Regions from separate parts of the Pan troglodytes genome. Here region 2 is linked to region 1. The links are chromatin contacts, called in public HiChIP or PLAC-seq maps. All regions are on one chromosome and are shown on one strand. The core of a region is the stretch at or near the end of the contact, and the rest is flanking DNA. Distances in the headings are between cores, read along the strand shown.

The links. HiChIP or PLAC-seq counts read pairs in DNA pulled down with a chosen protein or histone mark.
Region 2: an H3K4me3 HiChIP or PLAC-seq map of stem cell-derived excitatory neurons shows a contact between it and region 1, with 4 times the contacts expected there. The contact joins the promoter of C16H16orf87 here to the promoter of VPS35 in region 1. A contact is called at or near these places in 1 of 7 Hi-C or Micro-C datasets (stem cell-derived neural progenitor cells) and 1 of 1 datasets of contacts at active chromatin or transcription factors (stem cell-derived excitatory neurons).

What each region holds. Positions count from the first base shown.
Region 1 is chr18:44,715,402-44,721,786 of NHGRI_mPanTro3-v2.0_pri, forward strand. It overlaps VPS35 (VPS35 retromer complex component), which reads right to left and starts at 3,612. Exons shown (of 17, transcript XM_024349820.3): 1 at 3,443-3,612. It overlaps ORC6 (origin recognition complex subunit 6), which reads left to right and starts at 3,481. Exons shown (of 7, transcript XM_001161833.8): 1 at 3,481-3,857; 2 at 5,120-5,249. The coding sequence starts at 3,793.
Region 2 is chr18:44,856,680-44,863,451 of NHGRI_mPanTro3-v2.0_pri, forward strand. C16H16orf87 (chromosome 16 C16orf87 homolog) reads right to left here and starts at 4,341. Exons shown (of 4, transcript XM_016929787.4): 1 at 3,902-4,341. The coding sequence starts at 3,967.

The DNA of each region.
Region 1 (6,385 bases), core at 2,362-4,861:
GTACCTAAAATTTACCATTTTAACCACATTTAAATGTACAGTTCAGTGGCATTAAGTACATTCACATTAATACAATTACCACCATCTATCTCTAAAACTTTTTATCTTTACAAATGCAAATAGAAACTGTAGCCATTAAACTCCCATTCCGAATCCCCAGGCAATTCTACCTTCTTTTCTGAGTTTGACTACTCTATATACTTCATTTAAGTGAAATCATACAATATTTTTACTTTTATGTCTCGCTTATTTCACTGACCATAATATCTTCAATGTTCATCCATGTTGCAGTATGTGTCAGAATTTCCCTCCTTTTAAAAACGAAGTATTTCATTATATATCTATATATATACACACACACTACATTTTGTTTATCCATGGACATATGGGTTGTTTCCACCTTTTGGCTGTTGTATATGATAATTTTTATTATATAGCAAATGAAACTGTGGCTACAAAGAGGATACAATCAGTTCCAAAAACATTTGTATAGAATGACTAGAAAGATTTAGAGATGTATAAACAAAAGAATGCAATTTTAGGAAAATTCTTCTATTTTGTCTCAACTCAGCTTAAAATAGAAATGTAAATACAAAATGTTGAAGATTACAGAATATGACATTACAAAGTAAGCTACAAGTGAAGATATAAAGCTATAGTAAAGCAATCTATTTTTATATATTACTCATAAAACAGTGTAGTTATGCTAGCAACAGCTATTATAAGGGCTATTCTTGATGCCTTACTATGAAGTGTCACATAGAGCCTTAACAGTTATAATATGAGCACGCTATCATTAAACACAAGCCAATTAACCAATGTTTCCTCAATCATGAAAGTGGTTTTCCATTTGTAAATGACCGTACTTCACAGCTACATGAATCAGAAGAAAATGGAAACCCTACAGAATGGGAATCAAATTAACATTTGTGATTAGTCCCATTTTAGCTTGAGACCCACAAACAGCCCTCTCAAGTCTACGGTTCTAATGTGCAGAGCAAAGCAAAGATCATGAACTGATCACTTGGAAAACTACTCTCCACTCAAACAATGTGCTTTTCTTTCCTCTTCTATGAAACAGAGATGAGTACACCACTGTTATGAAGAACAAATGAAACCAAAGCTCAAAACGTGCCTACTACTTAGCAATAAGCACTTAATAAGTGCTATAATCATTATTCAGTTTAGATACAAATAATTATCTCCACTTATGTTAGAAACCTATTGTGGTTCAACCTCCCTGCTCATATGCTGTAGATGTAATCTGACAGTACAATGTAAACCAAATGTAACACTCATTTCTTCAAACAAAGGTACAGAATATCACGTTAATGAAAGAACTATTTTAAAAATGATGACATGGCATACATTGACAACTGAAGTAGAGAGAAATAAGGATGATGAGGGCATGACAACTTCAAAATATAATTTGAACACCAAACGGCTCTAACTTCATTTCCAATACATATCCCCAAGAATCCTCTGATGGAGCACACTGAACGTTTTGGCTTCATCTATTAGCAATACCTTTTCTTTCCACCTGGAGAATTTCTTTCCACCCTCTTTATAGTCTCAGTTCACGTTACTTCCTGTAGTCCTTCCCAAAATCCCCAGGCAAAACTATCCCTCCATGACCCCAAAGCACTGAGTTGACAATGTTAGTAAAGCAATCCACACACTGTATTACAGTTAAGTTCTACAAGCGTGTCTCCCCCAGTAGCCTCTTAAGTTCGACACTGGTACCCAGGGCCACAGTCCGTGACACTGAAGGCACACAAGATGTTTGATGAATTGAAGTGGATTCTGGAATTTTAGGGCTGGGAAGGGCCAAAGGGGCCGCCAACACTTGCTTTCGGATGCAAAAGTGCGACACCAAGAAGACTAAGCGAGCTGCCTAAATTATAGACAGTGACTGTGAAAGAACGAATACTCAAGTTTCCTTTCCCAATAAAATTCATGAGGACAAGACTGTGTGTCTGGCTGATTGCTCCCAACTGGTTCACCCAACAAAGAATCGGAGTGTGTAATACATCCTCAATTAAGTGTTTTCCATTACAAAACAATATAAATGTCAATCCATAAACGCTGGAAACACACAAATCCTAAAGTTAAATTTTGCGCCGGTCTTGTATCAATTCCCAATTATAAAAATCCTGAGAAACCGGCAAAATCACCTTGTACGGCAACATGTTATATGAAAATAGTATTTGTAAAACACTTAATCCTTTCTGGCATTAAGACATTTAAAGTGAAATCTGTTTCCAGGCTCACAGATTTACAGAAGCCTATCTACACAGAGTGAGTAAGGTAATTAAAGCGGACATACAGTATATACTCAAAAAATTTATTTACACAGTGCAGGCTATGTTAAACGCTAATAAAATGCAAGTGACAACTTGCCTTTGTGGGAACCAGACACAAAGATTCACATTTTGAGGAAGTTCAAGTTTACCGGCCAACAGCCACACCACGATTTGCTGCCGTCATAGACGGGCCCTAAGGAGAAGTACTGCTTCCAGCAAGTCAAATACTTGGATTTCATCAATGGCGAGACAAAAGAGGCAAGGTGCGCCCAATGCACAAATGCTAAAGTAAACAATCAGTCTCCTTTGCGACCGTCAGGATTAGAAGACAGCCTGAGTCCTTCCAGGAAATTCATGTAAGCAGGTCCCCAGAACTCGCTGACAAACACTGCAGCCGAAGGCGGGTATGAGGCCAAGAAAGGCCAAGGAACCACTGCGACCCCTCCAGGAGGGCGTGGGGACGGCCGAGCACAACTAGGCACAAAGGTAGAAACGCAACATCTGGGCGGGTCCCGGCGCCACCTCCGAGTCTCAAGGCCTCCACGCGCCCCGGGGGCCAGACGCTCAGACCTAGGACTACCGGTCCCCTCGTGGTAGGCAGGTGACCGATTCCACTTAAAGGAGGCCGCAGGCCTTCATGGACCCCAAAGCCTACATGCCAAGTCAACCCCACAGAGAGGCCGCCCCGTCTCTCAGCAACGGCCGCAGCCAAGAGCCGCCGCCCACCCCGGCCCGGATCAGCCTGCCCGCGGCCTTCCTCCTGCTGTCCCCTATCCCGCAGGCCAAATCGGGCTGGTCTTAATCCCGAACGGTCTGTGGGGCCCCTTCTCCACTCGCTGGAGTGCGGGGCGGTGGGAGAGAGCAGGGGCTACAAGGAAGGTCGACCGAGGTGCCACTGCCCCCTCAGCACTCACCATGGCGACTCCCCAGAGCCTGCAGCAAGCAGCACCCGCCCCGCGCGTAGCCTCCCGCGGTCATGTGACGCTGCGGCCCCTCCAAGCCCCGCCCTCCCTAGCCCCGCCCCCGGGCCCTACAGGCGGCTCATTGATTGGCCTACTTCTAGGAACCCGAGTCTCGCGTGCTTATTGGCCCTGTCACTTAACGCTAGATGGACGGAGCTGAGCGCCAGCCAGTCTCACCACAGCGTGCGAGAGTGGGCGGAGCAGTGCAGGGCAGTGGGGATCGCCCGGCGGCAGGCAGGAGACAACAGGAGGGAAAGGCAGTGTGTGATGAGTTTGTCAAGAAGGAATGGAAGGAGGGGGAGACGACAAGTCCACGTTCACCGCATCTGCGTTGGCGAGTGCGCTATTGATGCGCATGCGCAAAAGGAAGACCCTGATTGGTTTGTGGGACGGTCTCAACGTCCTGTCCTAACCAATCCAGATGCGCCGGGGGTGGGGCCTGGCTCTCACTGGCCGGTGCAGCCTTTGCGCGCGGGTTTCGTTGACCCGCGGCGTTCACGGGAGTTGTTCGATTTAGTGCCGGCGCCATGGGGTCGGAGCTGATCGGGCGCCTAGCCCCGCGCCTGGGCCTCGCCGAGCCCGACATGCTGAGGTGAGTTCGGCCGCGCAAGGCCAGGGCTGGGCTTCCGCCTCGCGGCCCTGGGCCCTCAGGTGAGGTCCGCGCCCTTCCCAGGCGACGGGCGGCGGGGGAGTGACGGGGAGCGCTGGGGCCGGGCGGGGTTTAGGGCCTACTTCAAGAAAAACTTCTCGGCCGTGAGCTTGAATGAGATGGCAAGAAGGGCGATAGCAAACGGCGATGGCACACGTCCCTGGGAACAGCCAGCCCTGTCCGTGGGTGGCACACGGTGGCAAAAAAATGAGCCAGGGAGAACTTTCCGTTCATTCCGCCAACGCCTACTGCAGTCGGGTTTATAGCGGCGAACCCGACAACGAGGCGCAGACCCCGCTGTCTGTAAGGGCGAGGACTGTGTAGACCTTAACCGGGCAATGCGCCAGAGCCACTGGGCTTGAGGTGGAGCGCGGCCAGCCACTGGGCTTGGGGTGGAGCGCGGCCTAGCGGCTGCCTTTAACACAAAGAAACAAACAAAACTCGGAAAAGCAGGCGCCGTTCCCGCTGAGGCCGGATTGATGGCAGATGCTAGGCGAGGAAAGATATGGCAAGAGCAGCCCAGGCAGGGGCGACAGCTCCTGTAAAAGCCTTGAGATGGGAAGCGGGATCCGGGGTTCGAAATAAAGCCATTGTAGCTAAAACGTGGAGCAGTCAGGCGAGGGAAGGCAAGGAAAACAGCACTTAAAAGATCTGAAGACAAACCTGCAGGACTCGGTAGTCATTTAGAACAGTGGTTCTCAAAATGTGGTTCCTGGACCAGCAACAGCCATATCATCTTGTCACTTGTTAGAAATACAAATTCTTGGGTCCCACCTCAAGCCTGCTGATCAGTAACTCGGCCTGGGACCCAGTAATTTGCAAGTCCTCAAGGTGATTTTCGCCTACAATTAAGCTTAAGAACTACTGATTTAAAGGAAATAGGAGGAAAGGAGGAACCCTGGTCTAACCTGCCTGTCTCTGATAGTTCATGCTTGTTCCAGTAATGGAAGGAGGAAAGAAGGGTAATTTTTTGGTCAAAATTTAACTTCCTTTTGCCTGAAAGCATTTGAGCACAGTGATGTTTGGAGGCAGTGCTGGTTCTGTCTTCCTCTCACCAGAGGATATGACCTTCATTCCCAGCCCCAGATAAACGAGCCACAGGAGTTAGGCTTAGTGTGAAGCTAACCAGGCTGTATTCATTGTTTACCAACGTGTTGAGCAAACTTCTGAATAAGTTGTAGCGAACACACTGCCCTTTTAACCAGGAAAGCAGAGGAGTACTTGCGCCTGTCCCGGGTGAAGTGTGTCGGCCTCTCCGCACGCACCACGGAGACCAGCAGTGCAGTCATGTGCCTGGACCTTGCAGCTTCCTGGATGAAGTGCCCCTTGGACAGGGTAAGTAGGTCCCACCGAATGTCTGAATAATCCAGTGCAACATTGAAGCTCTTTTAACTTTTGGTTGAACTAAACCCTAGTAAAAACTCTTGTTTTAGAATTGTCCTGGGTATTCTTGTGTGTTTTTCTGGAAATACTGTAGAATCATTTTGCATTGGAAAATATTTTTTTGCCATGTTTTCTTTACTCTTCACTGTTTTCCCTGACCACCTCTTTCTCGGCTAGATGCCATCTTCCACATTGCTGCTAGCATTACCCTCCTTTTAAAGCACGTATTTCCAAACCCCTATGCTTTTCTTCCAATGTCACAGTGTTTGAGAGAACAAGCTTTGGGATCAGTCAGGAGGAGTTGCATGTTGAGATCAAATCTCCACACTAGCTACCTCTGTTAGCCTCCAGTGTCCTCATCCATAAAGTGAAGATAAAATATCCAATTTCGCTGGATTATTATGAGGATTAAATGTACATAACACCATTAACACAGCACCTGTGTCATAACGATACACTCATTAAATGGTAATACTAAAAACAAAGCTTTGTTGATGACCATCAAACTCTCCAGCCTCTCTTGAATCCTGGCCTCAAGCTGCAGTATTCACTTAACAGACTCTGCACGTCAATGATTTGTGGCTTTGAAAATGCAATACCTTGTTTTTTTCCTGCAATGCTCTTCTGGCAAACTCCTATTTGTCTTACATGACCTTGCCTTATTGTTACATTGAAACTTTCCTTAAGTCTCCCAGACAGAGCTGGTTTCCCACAGTGGATCCTCCTGTTTCTTTTCCTAGTTTCCTTTTCCTCTTTCTCTCCTGCGCGCACACACACACACACACTCTCTCTCTCTCTCTCTCTCACACACACACACCACCCCGCCCCCTACTCCACTCCCGCTACTTCTCTCCTTCCTTTTCCCAATAAATTACACGTTAGCACCTTTGTATAAACACAAGTAACCATCTATGTGTTTCCTGTGGTTTTTTACTGCCTATTTTGACTATATTAATATTGTGTTATAATTTTAAATCATCTGTGCATATGCATGACTGCCTGCCTTTGCATAGTTTGAACTCTTTGAAAGCAGTACTTCCTCAGCCTGACATGATTACCAGTTTTTTGACTAAATGAAGCTAAACCTT
Region 2 (6,772 bases), core at 3,091-5,590, 140 kb after region 1:
TAATTCATTCTATAGTCTGAGTTAATTCATTCTATAGTCCTATTTAAAATAAAAAGTTCCTTCCCCACAACCTCTGCCCTGGAGAACAAAAAACAAAAAACACACCACCACCACCATCACCACCCTAGATCCTGTAAAAAGAATTATCAAATAGGTTGGACAACTTCAGTAATATTAACCTCATTTCATTAATTATAGTATAATTTAGATTTTAAACAAACACACTAAAGTTTCTTTAAATTTCAGTTGATAATACTAAACCTAACAGTAATGAAATTCTAATATTACACTTTCAGGATTTAAAAAAAAATAAAATATTCAAAGTATTGTTTACTGATAGTTTACTGGGCATTAATTCACTTTTTTAAAAAAAGATTTAGGTTGTTTGTATGTTTTATAAGTAAAACGGATTTTTTATTTATTTATTTATCTTTTTTTTTTGAGACGAAGTCTCACTCGTCCGCCAGGCTGGAGTGCAATGGCGCGATCTTGGCTCACTGCAACCTCTGCCTCCCAGATTCAAGTGATTCTCCTTCCTTAGCCTCCTGTGTAGCTGGGATTACAGGTGCCTGTCACCACGCCCGGATAATTTTTGTATTTTTAGTAGAGATGGGGTTTCACCATGTTGGCCAGGCTGGTCTCGAACTCCTGACCTCAGGTGATCCACCCACCTCGGCCTTCCAAAGTGCTGGGATTACAAGGTGTGAGCCACCATGCCCAGCCTGGATTTTTTAAATCTGAAAAAAAAAAAAAAATTCTGGTCCTATAGTGTTTCACTGATTTTTTTACTTTTTTTTTTTTTGAGACGGAGTCTCTGTCGCCCAGGCTGGAGTACAGTGGTGCGATCTCGGCTCACTGCAACCTCTGCCTCCCGGGTTCAATCAATTCTCCTGCCTCAGCCTCCCGAGTAGCTGGAACTACAGGTGCATGCCACCACACCCAGCTAATTTTTTAGTAGAGACAGGGTTTCACCGTGTTAGCCAGGATGGTCTGGAACTTCTGACCTCGTGATCCACCTGCCTCGGCCTCCCAAAGTACTGGGATTACAGGTGTGAGCCACTGCACACAGCCATTTAACTGATTTTTTAAAAGCTCCAAAATAATTACATTACAGAAAACTCATTTATATTCTTTACTACTGAAAGAACCAAAGGAACTTATACCAGACATATTTTATATACATCACATAAAATGTCCTTTAAATTTAAAAAAAGCTGCTCTATTTTTTTTAAAAATGAAGGCAAAAACAGAAGCATACACAAAAGATACCAGAAAACTGACAAGAATCTTGAGCACTGATGCACACAAAATGGCTCAGTAATTTTGAGTGATTGATGGATATGAAACCCCTTGAAAATGAAAAGCACTGTGGTTTAAGATGTTTTAGAATGATATGTTCAATAGAAGCCTGCAAAGGAGATGTTACAAAGCAGTTGAAAATCTAGCTTTTTCTTCTTTGCTGATCTCTGTACCCATTTTTCAAACTTACACACACACATAAGTAAATCTAATCAACTGGGAAATCTCAAATTTAAAGATTTTACATTTATGTTTATAAACTATACCTAAATTCGAATTTAATTTTTTTTAGGCAACTTAGAATCATAGCAGTATTCTAATGTTTAGAAAATGGCTTTCTGGATTATAATCATATTCTGGCTTATAACTAAAAGAAGCTAGTACTTTTAAATAATGAGAAAGCTAAAATTAATCCATTATTTTTTCACATCAGGTTCATATCACCAGAAGTTTTAATTAGTCCTTATGTATGTTATATTCACTTAAGTATTTGGAATAAAGGACAAAACAAACCAACTCATTAAATTATGTACTAGTTTGCTATGGGTGGAATTATGCACCCCTCGACATCCAGATTCATATATTGAAGCCTTAACCGCAATGTGATGGTATTTGGAGATGGGCCATTTGAGAGAGAATTAGGTTTAAATTAAGTCATGAGCGTGGTGCCCTCATGATGTGATTAGGGACCTTTTAAGAAAAGGGAGAGAGCTTGACCCTCTTTCTGCCATGTGAGGACACCAAGAAGACAGCCATCTGCAAGCCAAGAAGAGAGCCCTCACCAGAACATAATCATGCTTTTGTTATGGCAGCCAAAGCTGGGTAAGCTGATTTTATATGAAAGAATAAATATGGGGGAGGGGGTGTATAACAAAATGAATGTGATCTTTCCAAATAAAACGCTGATCTTGTTTTGTTGAACAGTTTTTCAGAAACTCCTATAAGTTTATTATCCTTTGCTCTTTTATATAAAAATAGCCATAAAAAGTGGCTATTTTTCCCAAAAGGTTGCTTTATGCCAATTAGAACAAAGTCAGGATTTGCAAATACTTGTGCCTTACAGAAATTGGAATGCATAACGCATACCATGTAAACCTTACACTTCTACACAATTAACTGCAATAATTGGAAATGATTTAAACACTGAAATAATCTCCCGCAAAGAGTCATATTGCAAAGTCCAGTTTTGTCAAAATTTAACAAATTTAGTTCAGTAGTAAGAATGAAAGTAACTCTTTGGAAAACATGACTAAACTGTTTTTATACTGCATACTGGTATAGCTCCTACACTGTATTTCTTGCACAACCTTTTTCTGATAAGCATTTTTACTACAGCCCATAAAGGATACTTAATAAAACATGTAACATGTTTTCTGTTAAAAGATTTGAAAAACCTACAAGAATTCTCCTTGAAAAATGCACTAAAATCAGCTTATTAAAAAGTCTCCAGCCATTTCAAATTACTCTTGATTAAAAAAAAAAAAAAAAGGCGGTGGGGGGAGGGGAGGAGAGAAAGGTAGTCATTTTTTAAAAATCCACTCAGTGGAAAAGGAAAAAACACACCCAGATCTACATGTTGGTAACAAACGAGGGCCTTACGAATGGTTTCAACTGAAGTAGTTTTAACTCATTAGATGTTAAGGCTTAAAGGAATGTCTATTATTCCAGTAAAGAATTGAGACACGCTTCAACACAGCGATCACTGAAATGAGATGTTTTAAATTACAACTATTACACCATGAACTCAATGTAGAAAGGAATCGTTTCAAATTCAAGAAACGAGATAGAGAGATAGAGACAGAGAGACAGAGAGAGAGAGAGAGAGAGAGAGAGAGAGACATTCAGACAGACAGGTATACAGATCTGGAAGCAGACAGGCCAAATTTGTTAACAGTGGATACTGCGAGGGGTGGGGAAGTAAGGAGCGCCCAAAAAGGAGGAAGGGCTTAAACAGGGGCTTTATTCAATCATGACCCATTAACAACGATGTAAAGGCAGGATTCGCGATTGCACAGCAAAAATATAATAAATACATGAGGAAGGGGAAAAAATCTCCAAATTCGCCGAAACTCAAAATCATTACACGCGGCCCCCTTTGTCCCACTCAGGCGCCCGCCCCGGTCGCGGAGGGGCCGTTTTGGGGAAGCCCCGCACCCGTCGGAACCGGGAACAAAGCCGCCCCGGCCGCAGGAGGGGCTCTCGGAGCCAGGGCCTGGCCTCGGAGGCGGGCGTGCGGCGCACTCTCGCCGGGGCTGCGGCCCGCAGGCTCCCACCGCTGTCACCGCCGCCGGCGAGGAGAGTCTGGGGCTCCAGACAGCCGCCCGGTGAGCCCACCAAAGGCGCGCTCCTCCAGTGGCCGGGACACATCAAGAAGGGGCTTGGCCGTCTGGCCGCCGCCAGGTGGACGCTGGCGGGCCACGGCCCCGGGCTTTTCCCGGGAAACCCCTCGGTGCAGCCCGACCGGCCCCGGACCCCCGCCGCCGCCGGCGGGCCCCAGGATCTGCCCACCGCTCGGCCTCCGGGAGCCCGGCGAGGCCCCCTCCACAGACAACGGCCGCCAAGCCACTGCCGCCCGCCCGCGCGCCCGGCCCCCGGCACCCACCTGTTGGTCGCACTCGGGGCATGATTTGGTGGCCATCTTCACTTTCTTGGCTCGAGTTGCAGACATGCTCCTCTCCCTTAGCGGCGGCAGCAGCGACGGCTCGAGCTCCTCCCCTCACACTTCGGCAGCCCGGCCTCCGCCCGCCCAGTCCCCGCGGGCCTCAAACAAGCCTCTGGCGGGTGCGCGCGCGCGCGTGCGCGAGCTCGCGCGGGACCTGCGCGCCAAGGGGGCGGGGCGGAGCGTCGGCCGGCGGCTCCTGGGGACCGCGACACGCGCTCCCACGGCGGCTCGCGACCCACAGCCCGCCCGCGAGCTCGCCCAGAGTATCACGAGACGAGGGGAGACCTTCCCCCGCCTCCGCCAGACCGCCCCGGCGCGGCAGTGGCCACGCCTCCTCTCGGCCTGGCCGACTGCGAGGGGGCAAGGCCTGGGCGGGACTCGGCAGTAACGGGCGTCGAGTTCGACCAACGAATGCATAGGTAGGGCGGGCCGTAGTGCTGGGCACGCCCCATCCCCACAGAGACCGTGGGAGCGAAGGCTGGGGAATGAATGGTGAAGGGCGTAGCGTGGATCCTGGCATTTAATAAACTTAAGTAGATGTTACCAAGGCTAATCATTGAGAAATTATGATAGACATTTTATGAGACCACTGGACCCAGCAGCGGAGTGAAAATTCATTTATTTATTCAATATATAATTGCCTAAGTCCCACTGTCAGGAAAATTTGAATAAAATGCAGTGTCAGCCTTCAAGGAGCAGCCTTGCTGTGTAAACCAGTGCTACTCACTATCAAGATGAGGGATCAGATGTTTTTCTTTTTCCAATCTGTCCGTGACTGATACTTACTAAATTAACATTAAAATTAAATTATTCGAGGCTGGGCGCAATGGCTCACGCCTGTAATCTCAGCACTTTGGGAAGCCGAGGAGGGCGGATCTCTTGAGCCCAGGTGTTCCAGACCACCCTGGGCAACATAGCGAGACCCCCATCTCTACAAAAAGTAAAAGATTTTTAAAAATTAGCTGAGCGTGGTGGCCCATGCCTGGAGTCCTAGCTAGTAGAGAGGCTGAGGTGGGAGGATCGCTTGAGCCTATGAGATTGAGGCTTCAATGAGCCGAGATTGTGGCCACTGCACTCCAGCCTGGGCGACAGAGCGAGACTCCGTCTCAAAAAAAAGAAAAAGAAAGAAAAAGTGAAATTTAAAAACAACTATGCAAAACGTAAGCTTACTTTTAAATATTTAATTTGACAGACCCAAAGTTATACTTAATAAACAATCAGAACAAACATAACAGAAAGAAAATTTACAAACTGTACACTTGGCTCAGAGAAAATTTACCAATATGCATTTATTACAGAGACTGGCTATTCCACTGATAACTTTTTATTCTACAATTGTTAACTAAAGGAAAGTTATGAGTTACAATTTTACATAGTAAATGCCTGTAAGCACACTTTGTATAAATAACAGGTATATAAATGTTTAAAGCTTTTAATATGAAACCCACGAGATTGCTTCCTGTTTGGTCCATTTACAGGCATACCTTGGAGGGACTGGGGGTTCAGTTCCAGGCCATTGCAAAAAAGAGAGCCACACTCAATTTTTTGTTGTTGTTTCCCAGTGTATATAATAAACATGTTTCCACTATACTGTAATATATTAAAAGTACAATAGCATTATGTCTAAAAAACAGTGTACACACGTTGATGTTAAAATTGGGCTAAAATTCCTGGGCAAAATGGTGAAACCCGTCTCCACAAAAAATTTAAAAATAGCCATGTGGTGACAGCGTATGCCTGTAGTCCCAGCTACTCAAGAGGTTGAGTTGGAGGATCCACTGAGCCCAGGAGGTCAAGGCTGCAGTGAACCATGATTGCGCCATTGCACTTCAGCCTGGGTGACAGAGAAAATCCCTGTCTCAAAAAAAAAAAAAAAAAGGAGTTAATCTTCTCAAACCCTGCCACTGCTTTATCAACTAATATTTATGTAATATTCTAAATCCTTTGTTGCCATTCCACTATGTTCACAGAATCTTCCCCAGGAGATTCCATCTCAAAAAACCACTTTCTTTGCTCCTTCGTAAGAAGTAACTCCTCATCTGTTCAAGTTTTATCATGAGATTGCAACATTAATCCCAGCACTTTGGGAGGCTGAGACAGGAGGATTGCTTGAGCTCAAGAGTTCGAGACCAACCTGGGCAACATAGTGAAACCTCATCTTCACAAAAAAATACAAATCTTAGCTGGGCATGATGTGCACCTGTAGTCCCAGCTACTTGGGAGGCTGAGGTGGGAGGAATGCTTGAGCCCAGGAGGTCGAGGCTGTAGTGAACCACAATCGTGCCACTGCACTCCAGCCTGGACAACAGAGTGAGACCCTGCTGTGTGTCCCGCATTTGCAATTACATCCTCCACTGAAGTCTTGAACCCCTCAAAGTCATCCATGAGGATTGTAATCAACTCCTCCCAAGCTCCTGTTAATGTTTATATTTTGACTTGCTTCCATGAGTCATGAATGTTCTTAGTACTATCTAAAATGGTAAATCATTTCCAGAAGGTTTTCAATTGACTTTGCCCAGATCCATCAGAGGAATTGCTATCTATGGCAGCAATAGCCTTACAAAATGTATTTCTGAAATAATAAGACTTGAAAGTCGAAATTACTCCTTAATCCATAGGTTACAGAATGGATTAGCAGGCATGAAAATAACATTAATTTCTTAAACCTCCATCAGAGCCCTTAGGTAACCAGGTGCATTGTCAATGAGTAATAATATTTTGAAAAGAATCTTTTTTTCCAAGCAGTAGGTCTCAACAGGGGGCTTGAAATATTTAGTAGACCATGACAGATTTGCTGTCATCCAGACTTTG